Linked DNA regions of Danio rerio: all the other regions are linked to region 2. The links are chromatin contacts, called in public Hi-C and Micro-C maps. All regions are on one chromosome and are shown on one strand. Each heading gives the region's core, a stretch centred on a gene start, on an enhancer-like site or on the middle of the called end of the contact. The rest is flanking DNA. Distances are from core to core; before and after follow the strand shown.

The links. Hi-C and Micro-C count contacts between places; a contact is called where the count stands out from the background.
Region 1: a Micro-C map of caudal fin shows a contact between it and region 2, with 5 times the contacts expected there. The contact joins two enhancer-like sites. A contact is called at or near these places in 1 of 18 Hi-C or Micro-C datasets (caudal fin) and 1 of 4 datasets of contacts at active chromatin or transcription factors (caudal fin).
Region 3: a contact with region 2 is called in a Hi-C map of an unstated tissue, with 2.0 times the contacts expected there. The contact joins two enhancer-like sites. A contact is called at or near these places in 3 of 18 Hi-C or Micro-C datasets (caudal fin, hematopoietic stem cells and an unstated tissue).

What each region holds. Positions count from the first base shown.
Region 1 is chr13:20,041,376-20,044,299 of GRCz12tu, forward strand. All of the region lies in intron 2 of zfand4 (zinc finger, AN1-type domain 4), which reads right to left. Among named protein-coding and RNA genes, the nearest start is that of zfand4, 13 kb to the right of the region's middle. Within about 2 kb of position 1,481, at least 6 of the 62 cell types and tissues checked have an H3K27ac peak or open chromatin away from gene starts, as enhancers often do. A contact at or near this core is called in caudal fin, where this site is marked.
Region 2 is chr13:19,867,826-19,870,767 of GRCz12tu, forward strand. All of the region lies in intron 2 of marchf8 (membrane-associated ring finger (C3HC4) 8), which reads right to left. It also overlaps a transcript of vdac2 not described here. Among named protein-coding and RNA genes, the nearest start is that of marchf8, 130 kb to the right of the region's middle. Within about 2 kb of position 1,531, at least 9 of the 62 cell types and tissues checked have an H3K27ac peak or open chromatin away from gene starts, as enhancers often do. A contact at or near this core is called in caudal fin, where this site is marked.
Region 3 is chr13:19,727,709-19,730,624 of GRCz12tu, forward strand. It overlaps a transcript of vdac2 not described here. Among named protein-coding and RNA genes, the nearest start is that of vdac2, 14 kb to the left of the region's middle. Within about 2 kb of position 1,488, at least 5 of the 62 cell types and tissues checked have an H3K27ac peak or open chromatin away from gene starts, as enhancers often do.

The DNA of each region.
Region 1 (2,924 bases), core at 231-2,730, 170 kb after region 2:
TATACGTTTTTATCTTCATGCATCATCTTTGCTTCAAATTACAAAAAAAAAAAATGATTCACCGCTTATGTGAGGTGTTTCTAATGCATAGTCTATAGGGCGGAGTATAAATTTATTTGACGTTATTCACTCCCTTGGTTATCAGTCTCCCACATTTATTTTTCCTTTTTCTGAACAACAACATCCAGTAGTTTTTCTTTTATTATTTAAACAAATAAGATTGTAAAAAAAATATTTGGTGTACTCTCCCATTCACTGCAATCTGAGTTTACCTAGCTGTGAAGCCTTCCACTACTGAAAAACCCGGAAATGTAACTATTTGTATAATATGACTGTTATTTTACATTGATTGTCAATTTCTAACCTTGAATACTGTTAGACTCTTCAGAAAATCATAAAGCACTGTTTATTTATTTATTTTTGCTTGTTATTTTTAAGGCGTACTTTTTGCAGATGCACCGCATAGAAAAAGACTTTATAATCCCAGTTGACCTAAATGAATAAAAATTTCCCAAATAGAGCTATTTAAAACATCAAAATGTTCATATGAATGTCTTATCATACATTTTATTCATATCACAATATATAAATCGCAGCAAAACAAAATATTGCAGTGTCAGATTTTTCCAATATTGTGCAGCCCTACTTCAGTGTCACATGATATTTTAGAAATTATTCTAATATGATGATTTACTGATCAAGAAACATTTATAATAATAATAATTATTATTATTATTATTATTTTATTTAATATATTTTTATATTATTATTAAATACTTTGTGGAAACAGCTTTTTTGCAGGATTATCTGATTTAATTTTGTTACAATTAATACGATTATTATTATTATTATTATTATTAGTAGTAGTAGTAGTAGTAGTTGTAGTAGTAGTAGTAGTAGTAAGAGTAGTAGTAGTAGTAGTAGTAGTAAGAGTAGTAGTAGTAGTAGTAGTAGTAGTAGTAGTAGTAGTAGTAGTAGTAAGAGTAGTAGTAGTAGTAGTAGTAGTAAGAGTAGTAGTAGTAGTAGTAGTAGTAATAGTAGTAGAAGAAGAAATAAAAATAAAACATTTTTGCTGTCACAATTTAATGCATCCTTGCTAATTACAAGGGGAAAAAAGTGTGTCGTCTATTTATCTGCAGCCTACAAGTTAGAACAATGATATTTAACCTGTGATCTATCTATAATTGTACCTAACAAATGTTTCTTAGGCATAAGGAGTCTTAAAGGAATATTTATTAAACTTTAACCAAGTTAAAGTAGGCCTAGCTCTTTAAGTCTTTTTTGATGATATTACTCCCTATTATCAGAAATACTTACTAACACAAACAATACTTTACCACTGATCTTCTAGAAACATTTAACCATGAATGCAGTGAAACTGTTCAATCATTTTAGTAAATACTCATAGAAAAAGGCCACCAGCAGATCAAACACGACTCAGATCTGCCCCCCTGTGTACATCAAATAAACCAACAACCATGTCAGCTCTAAATCTAGCAAATATCCCAGTGGTCAGGATATATAATGTTCAAAACTTTACAACATTTTCCTTTGTTAATATAGTTGTTCAAACTTCAGTCTGCCAAAATGCTTGTACATTACATAAAACTCAGCTTAGTTACCATCTAAATTTTTTAGTGCCTGTGATTAAGCCAATCGACGTGCCTTTATCAGGTGTAAAGTGCAATAAGACACCAGAACGCACCCATGCAACACAAAACTGGTGTCCATTCCCTTGAGGAGTAGTTTTCAAGACAGGACGAGCGAGGAGTGTGAAGACAGCCTGAAGTGGTCAGAGCGGTTAGTGTATGTGTGTGTGACCAACATGCCCACTGTTTCCAGATTTGGAAAATGACTTGCCTAGTCATGCCCGTCAAACTATACAATCTCCATTTGTGTAATCTTAAACAATCTTAAAGTTGGCATAAAATTAAATTTTTATTTTTTATAAACATAATTGCAGTGTTTTATTTTACAAATGATGTACATTTTGGAATTTAAGCACCTCATAAGCTTCAAGCACAACATCTCTTCTTATCTCTGATCATGTTTAGGGGTCTGAGGGGGGATCAACTGTCACTCACATGGGATCGACCAATAGCAAACCGCATAATACAACAATTCAATCGATGACTTATGGACAAAATCAAATCCTATCCTAGATGTCTTCTTGTTTGAGTAGCTTTAGCTTGATAAAAACCAGGGGTACCCAAACTTGGTCCTAGAGGGCTGGTGTCCTGCATATTTTAGTTCCAACCCCAATTAAACACACCTGAGCCTGTTAATCAAGCTCTTTTGAGGTACACTAGAAACTTCCAGGCAGGTGTGTTGAAGGAAGTTAGAGCTATACTATGCAGGACACCAGCCCTCCAGGACCGAGTTTGAGCACCCCTGATATAAACAGATAAGCCAAAACGCATGACAACTTTCCTCGAATGCTGTTGGTCCACCATATGCTACAAAACAGCGCCTATTCCAACATGACATGAGATGCATCCCAAATGACACACCATAAACCCTGCACTTATAGACTCAACTATGTAGAGTATGAATTTAGTGTTGTCCCATATGGAAATTCCTACCATTTCCCAGTTAATAATTAAAGCCCTTAACTGTTAGTCCCAATTTTATAAACATAGACGTGAAAATGAGATGCTCAATAAATGTCTGCAAATGATTTTCAACACTTTAATTGCAGACTTAAGCTTGGTCTTATTTTAAAGAAGACACTTGTCAGATTTTACGAGGTGAAAAAAAAATTTTTTTTAGGTTATTTGCCTGTAACCTTATAAAAAAAAAAAAAAAAGAATTTACATTGTATTATATTATAAAAAATATGTATTTTACAAAACCTGTTTTTGCCTAATTGAATTATTAAAAAACAATAGTAATAAAATTAAATAATTAGCCTAAAAATTAAAGCT
Region 2 (2,942 bases), core at 281-2,780:
AGGGAAGGAGAGGGAGGGTCAGTTGATTGGTCAGTCAGTCAAATAGTTGAAACAGCGGTCTCTGGCACAGCAGGTGCGAATAGGCATGGACCGGTATAAGATTCTGACGGTATGATAACCTTGGGTGAAAATATCTCAAGTATACAATATGACAGTATTGTGCTCACTGCTCTAAAATATATTCAATTTAATTGTCTGGGTAAAAAAACTAAACATCTAAACCCCTTTGACCACAACCTTTTTTTTTTTTTTTATATATTTTGGAGCAGTAAACATGTCAGGCTAAATAATCTAATTGAAATCATTGACTTCTGCTGTCGTCATTAGTTTAAAACACTGATTTCTTTACAATTTATAATGGTTTTGATATATATATATATATATATATATATATATATATATATATATATATATATATATATATATATATATATATATATATATATATATTTTTTTTTTTTTTAAAACAAAAAAAGAATTAAATAAAAAATCTTACACATATCTTAGGAACGCTATTACAGAAAATTTTGGCGGTTTTGAAACTTTGACTTTTCCAAACAGCGATATACCATGAAAACGGTTATCGTCCCATGCCTATGTACGAATGGTACTTGCGAGAGAAATTTGAGGTATGGGATGTTTTTGGTGCTCTTCAGAAATGTATATAGAGGTACATTTTTAGAAAGAGCCTGGGATGAATTTTTGATAACTCTATGTAACTGTCCCATTGACAGCTTCAATCCGAAATATGCCATTTTGGTGACTGTAACATTAAATTCAAATGAGAGTGTACAAAATGCCTATGCATCAGCATAGTTCAGATTCAAAGGAGGACTACAATGTTATCTCTGTGAAAATCTGAAAATGTCAAAACAAGTGTCAAGAAGGTCAACTATTTGCCCATTTCCACTGAGTGGTACGGTACGGTATGGTTCAGTACAGGTCACCTTTATCAGACTTGTGTCTCCACTGCCAAAGGGTACCAATGGTACTCCAATGATGTATGACAGAAAGTTGAAATTTACGTCATTCTCGAGGAAATGTCAAGGTAAAGCTGTATGGGTTGTTCACTTATCATATTAGAAGCATTTCTCTCAAAACAGATGCTTTATACACAAAAAAATACTTGTGTATAAATGTTCATTACTAACCTTTCTGTGAACATGATTAATAGTCTGGAGAATTTTTGGGACACCATTACAATATCATCTCACGACTGGGGCCAACATCTGAAGCACAAGTCATTTATAGAGGTTAACCAATAATTTCTCTGATATCAATCACTATACCATTAAACAATTAACCCCACAGTACTCCACAAGGCAACTATTGGTGCTGATTAATCAGTAAAAACAATATATTGCTTAACCTTTATTAATTAAGGCACCTTTATTAAAACTCCAAGAAGAAAGGTCAGAATGTTCGGTACACGCTGTCCTTCAGAAGTGCTGTGATGTTGTGTCTGAAATGTTGTAACTGAGCTCTGCCAGTAATCTTTTCACAGGCTAACTTTCCAGCAGGAAGTGAAATGGCACGTACTGTAGTTGTGCAAACTCGTCCATCTGACTGATTCAGGCTGTATGAAAGTGAAACGACACTTTACAGTAGACTCATATCAGAACTAAGGCTCAGCTTACTAACTGATGTCTCATTACGGTACAAGTAGATAATGACAGATATAGACACCAAGAAACATAAATACTTTGACTCAGCTAGAGGCCTGGGTTGGGACTATGTGAGTTTCAGTACAGTCCGCAGACTGCATTTTAAGGATCCAGATTGGGTAATTAATTAAGATCAGTCATGAGGCTCACAGGGGAGAATCTGCAAGGAACTGCAGCGATTATGTGCGACTGAATTGCCCATCGGTTCAAGGCCACACAGATGAAAATGGCTTAAATAGTGTGTCTCCAGGGTGGAAATAGCTAGGCTCACTTCCCATCAGCCAGAGTCATTTACTGTAAAACAAAATCAGTGACTTTCGGTTCCTATATTAAACTTTGTTATTTATGATAAGAAATGCAGTGAAATGTGTGAGATTCTGAGACCCGGGGCACTTTAGTATGAGGAAAGACTTCACAAAAATGTTCAGACAAGAAAATACAGGAATAGAAAGAAGCAACTGAGTAAAATGTAACATTTGGAAGGGAATCAGGATCTCTATTGCTTCGCTTTGGTGTTTGTGTCCATATTGAATTCCTAAAAGCAGCACCCTACAGGCTAAATGGCAACTCACAGAGAGCTTGTTTTTCCCTTCTAATGTGCAACTCTTCCATTGTTTTCTTATGTAAACATGCACCTGATAGATGTGCATGACCGTTAAGGCATGTTCACACCGAGCACTATAACTATAAATATCATGATAAAAATATTTGCAATCCCACAGATGAATGATAACGATCTCTTTATTTTTAGATTGTCCTTGTTGTGCTACAAGCACATCTGTTAAGTGAATATAGCTTTTCCAATCAATCCAGTCAAATGGTGAACTTAGGGCGTACTCACACCATGCTATCCGAACCGTGCTCAGGCCCGTTTCCCGGATTGTTTGAGAAGTGTGAGTGCTCTGAATCGAGCTCAGGCACAGTTCACTTGACCAGCCCTGGCCAGGTTGGAAGAGGTGAGTGCGGTTCACTTGGGCTTTGAAACTGAAAGGGAGACGTGACTTTTAGGGACTGTTTCATATGTGTTTATTAATCATTCTTTTTGTTCAATAAACGCAAATTGTCGTAATTTATTAAAGACGCAAACCCCTCTCTGCACGACAGCAGCCACCCTGCACCCAGCTGACCCCTTCAGCAAACCTCCTAATTGCTGCAGCACGAGGACTTTGATTGTTTATGAGCGTCAAAAATGGCTGATCTGTTCGGTGAAATATTTCACAGCGTGTCACGGCATGTCAAACGACTTAAACGATATAACTAGAGAAATCTCCACTGTGC
Region 3 (2,916 bases), core at 238-2,737, 140 kb before region 2:
TAAGTTTCATTTTACACTGCTGAAATGATCAGGTGTTCTTTGTGCGCCCAGGGAGCCTGTGTGTCTTCAATTTAACATTCTCAATGACTCAGGATGAGCTTCAGTAATGCACACACTGGCCCCTTGGTGCTGCTAAAGCATCTCAGAAGATCCGATGTTTAAAAGGGAGCTGCAGAGCTGTGAGTTAGTAGTCAGCTGCTAAAAGCCCCTAAAATGTTTATATTACTATGTTGTTGTTGTTGTTTTTAGAAATGAACCGACTCCTTTAGTTTACCTTTTAAATTAAAACAATTTTTTATTTTAGGAACTATGCAAACAATTAAAATAAAGATAACACTTGACAATAAGGTTGTATTAGTCATTGCAATTACTAACATGTACAAACACTGAACAACACGTTCATTACATTATTTGTTGATGTTAGCTAATAAATGTGTTTTATGTTTATAAATGTGTTCATGTTCATTGTAAGTTCATATTAACATTGCTAACAAGCATTGATTTGGATTTTAAGGCATTAGCCTACTGCAGTATGATTAATAAATGCTCTAAAAATATTTTTAATGTTAGTAAATGCAATAATTGATGAAATGAAATATTATTGTAAAGTGTGAACCAAATAAAAATGACTATATACCTGTACATGCCTTGTACACTTGTATATTTGGATTCACTACTTACTTGTATTTTTAAATATATGTATTATTTGTTTTTTGTTCTGTCTCTGTAATTCTGTTCCACTGTAGATGCTCTGTCAGGAAAACAAATTCCTCATATGTGTGAACATACCTTGCAATAGTGTATATACGCAAGTATGCAGAAGGACTTTTAATTTGTCAGTAACTTGGGTTAAGCGCTTTCAGTAAACTGTATGCCATTACAAAAGTGACGCGTTTAAGTTCTGTTTTCTTTTAAAATCGGTGATCTCCACTTGCTGATTGATATCCGATATAAAGTGAGTCTCAGATTGTACATGCAGCACTGCATTAAATTACATTTTTCCTCACCATGTCTTTAAAATATGAACATTTATTTTACCCCAGTATATTCAATGGAGCTATTGCGCTAGCCTGCCGATCCTTACGGGTGCGTGCGAGAAAAAGGCTTTTTGTTTTACGATTGAGTAACTAAATAAATGCCAAAGTCTATTTAACTGATTGTATTTTAATTACAATACAGCATCGATGCTGTAAAAGGAACCGTATAAAATGGAAAAAAGTCACATTAATCATTCACCAGAAGTTTATCAGTAAGGGAAGAAACACTAGCTCTGCATACACCCTATAAAGCTCTTTCTGATTATAAAGGCAAAGACTATGTAGGCAAAAGTGTAAAACAACATTTTGGAAAACTTTTTTACCTATCATAAGACACAATTATATACGAGCAAAACACTTTTACCAGTCCTTAAACAAATGTACAATGACAGATTCTTTACACCGGAAAATATCGGCTCGTGTGTGACTTTGTAGATACAGTCCACAATCAAGGCACAGCATATGTTGACTGATAAAGATATCAAAACTGAACTCAACATGTAGTCTTGAACAGCTCAGTTAGATAGGTCGACACTCATGCTGAACTTTCTGACTTGGGATCATATGTCCCATGTCATTATATACTTTTCTGCTACACATATTAAAATCAATAATGTTTACAACGACACTGACACCAAGTAATAAGTAATAATGTTTATTTGGTATGGGCATGTTTTGTTGCTGTGAAAAAGTGACAAATCTGCCAATCTCTTAAGCATTCCCTAACATATTGAACACATTGATGCAGTATGTCTAGTCTGCGCCCTTTAGAAACTCCAAACACCGACCACATGTAAAGCAAAAACGCGTTAGGCTGCTTATGTGTTTGCTGCAAAACATCCCTAGACCTCAGTCCATGCTCGGTCACCATAAATTTTATTTACGGCATGTACTCAACAACACGAATTTACTGCGCTCACCACCAACGACAACACCACCTTTCACCGCATCACTTCCGGTTTATGATACATTCCTTTTCCCTAAAAAATCTGTCATTGTTTTATTTTGGGACTGGTAAAAGTGTTTTTAATATATAATTGTCTTATGATGGGTAAAAATGTTTTACAAAATGTACATTTTTCTCAAGCTTCGCAAAAGTGTTTCACACTTTGTATTGTTGTAACGACTATTAATATAAACCAACACATTTTTTTCATAGTCCATAACAGGCATGGGCCAGTAAAAGATTATGACGGTATGATATCCTTGCATGAAAATATCTCGTTATTGTGATTACTGCTCCAAAATAAGGTATTTTTAGGGGGCTTTCACACCAGTTAATCGATTGTTTTGTTTCTAAACAGGGATTAAAATTGTTACAATGTTGCTTTTTGTGCTTGGTGTGGTTCGCTTTCCGACGGCAAAGTTTCTAAACAGACCAAAATAGCTAAAACAAGTCGCGTGCGAGTGTTTATTTTGCAGAATCCCACTCAGCTATCATGCATCCTTATTTTAATTTATGGCATTGAGCAATAAAATAAAAAAGTGCTTTAATTTTGAATGGTGATACCCACAGACATCATCACCAAATAAATCAGAGGTAAGACTTTTTTATACAAAACCGATGTCTAGAATTATGCATTATAGGCTTTACAGAGAGAAATAGCAGATAAACCAAGACTGCAGTTCAGTCATGTGGTCAGTGGTGTGAAGTAACTAATTACAAATACTCAAGCTACTGTAACTGAGTAGTTTTCACAGGAGTTGTAATTTACTAAGTAATTTAAAAATGTGTACTTTTACTTTTTTTAATTACTGCAAACTGTTTGGAAGCATTAAAAAAATGCCCAAAAATTGTCAAAAATTTTTACACGCATTGACCCAGAGACTGTTTAGATGCATGTCACTGATGAGAATATGATGGATGTTTACTGTATGA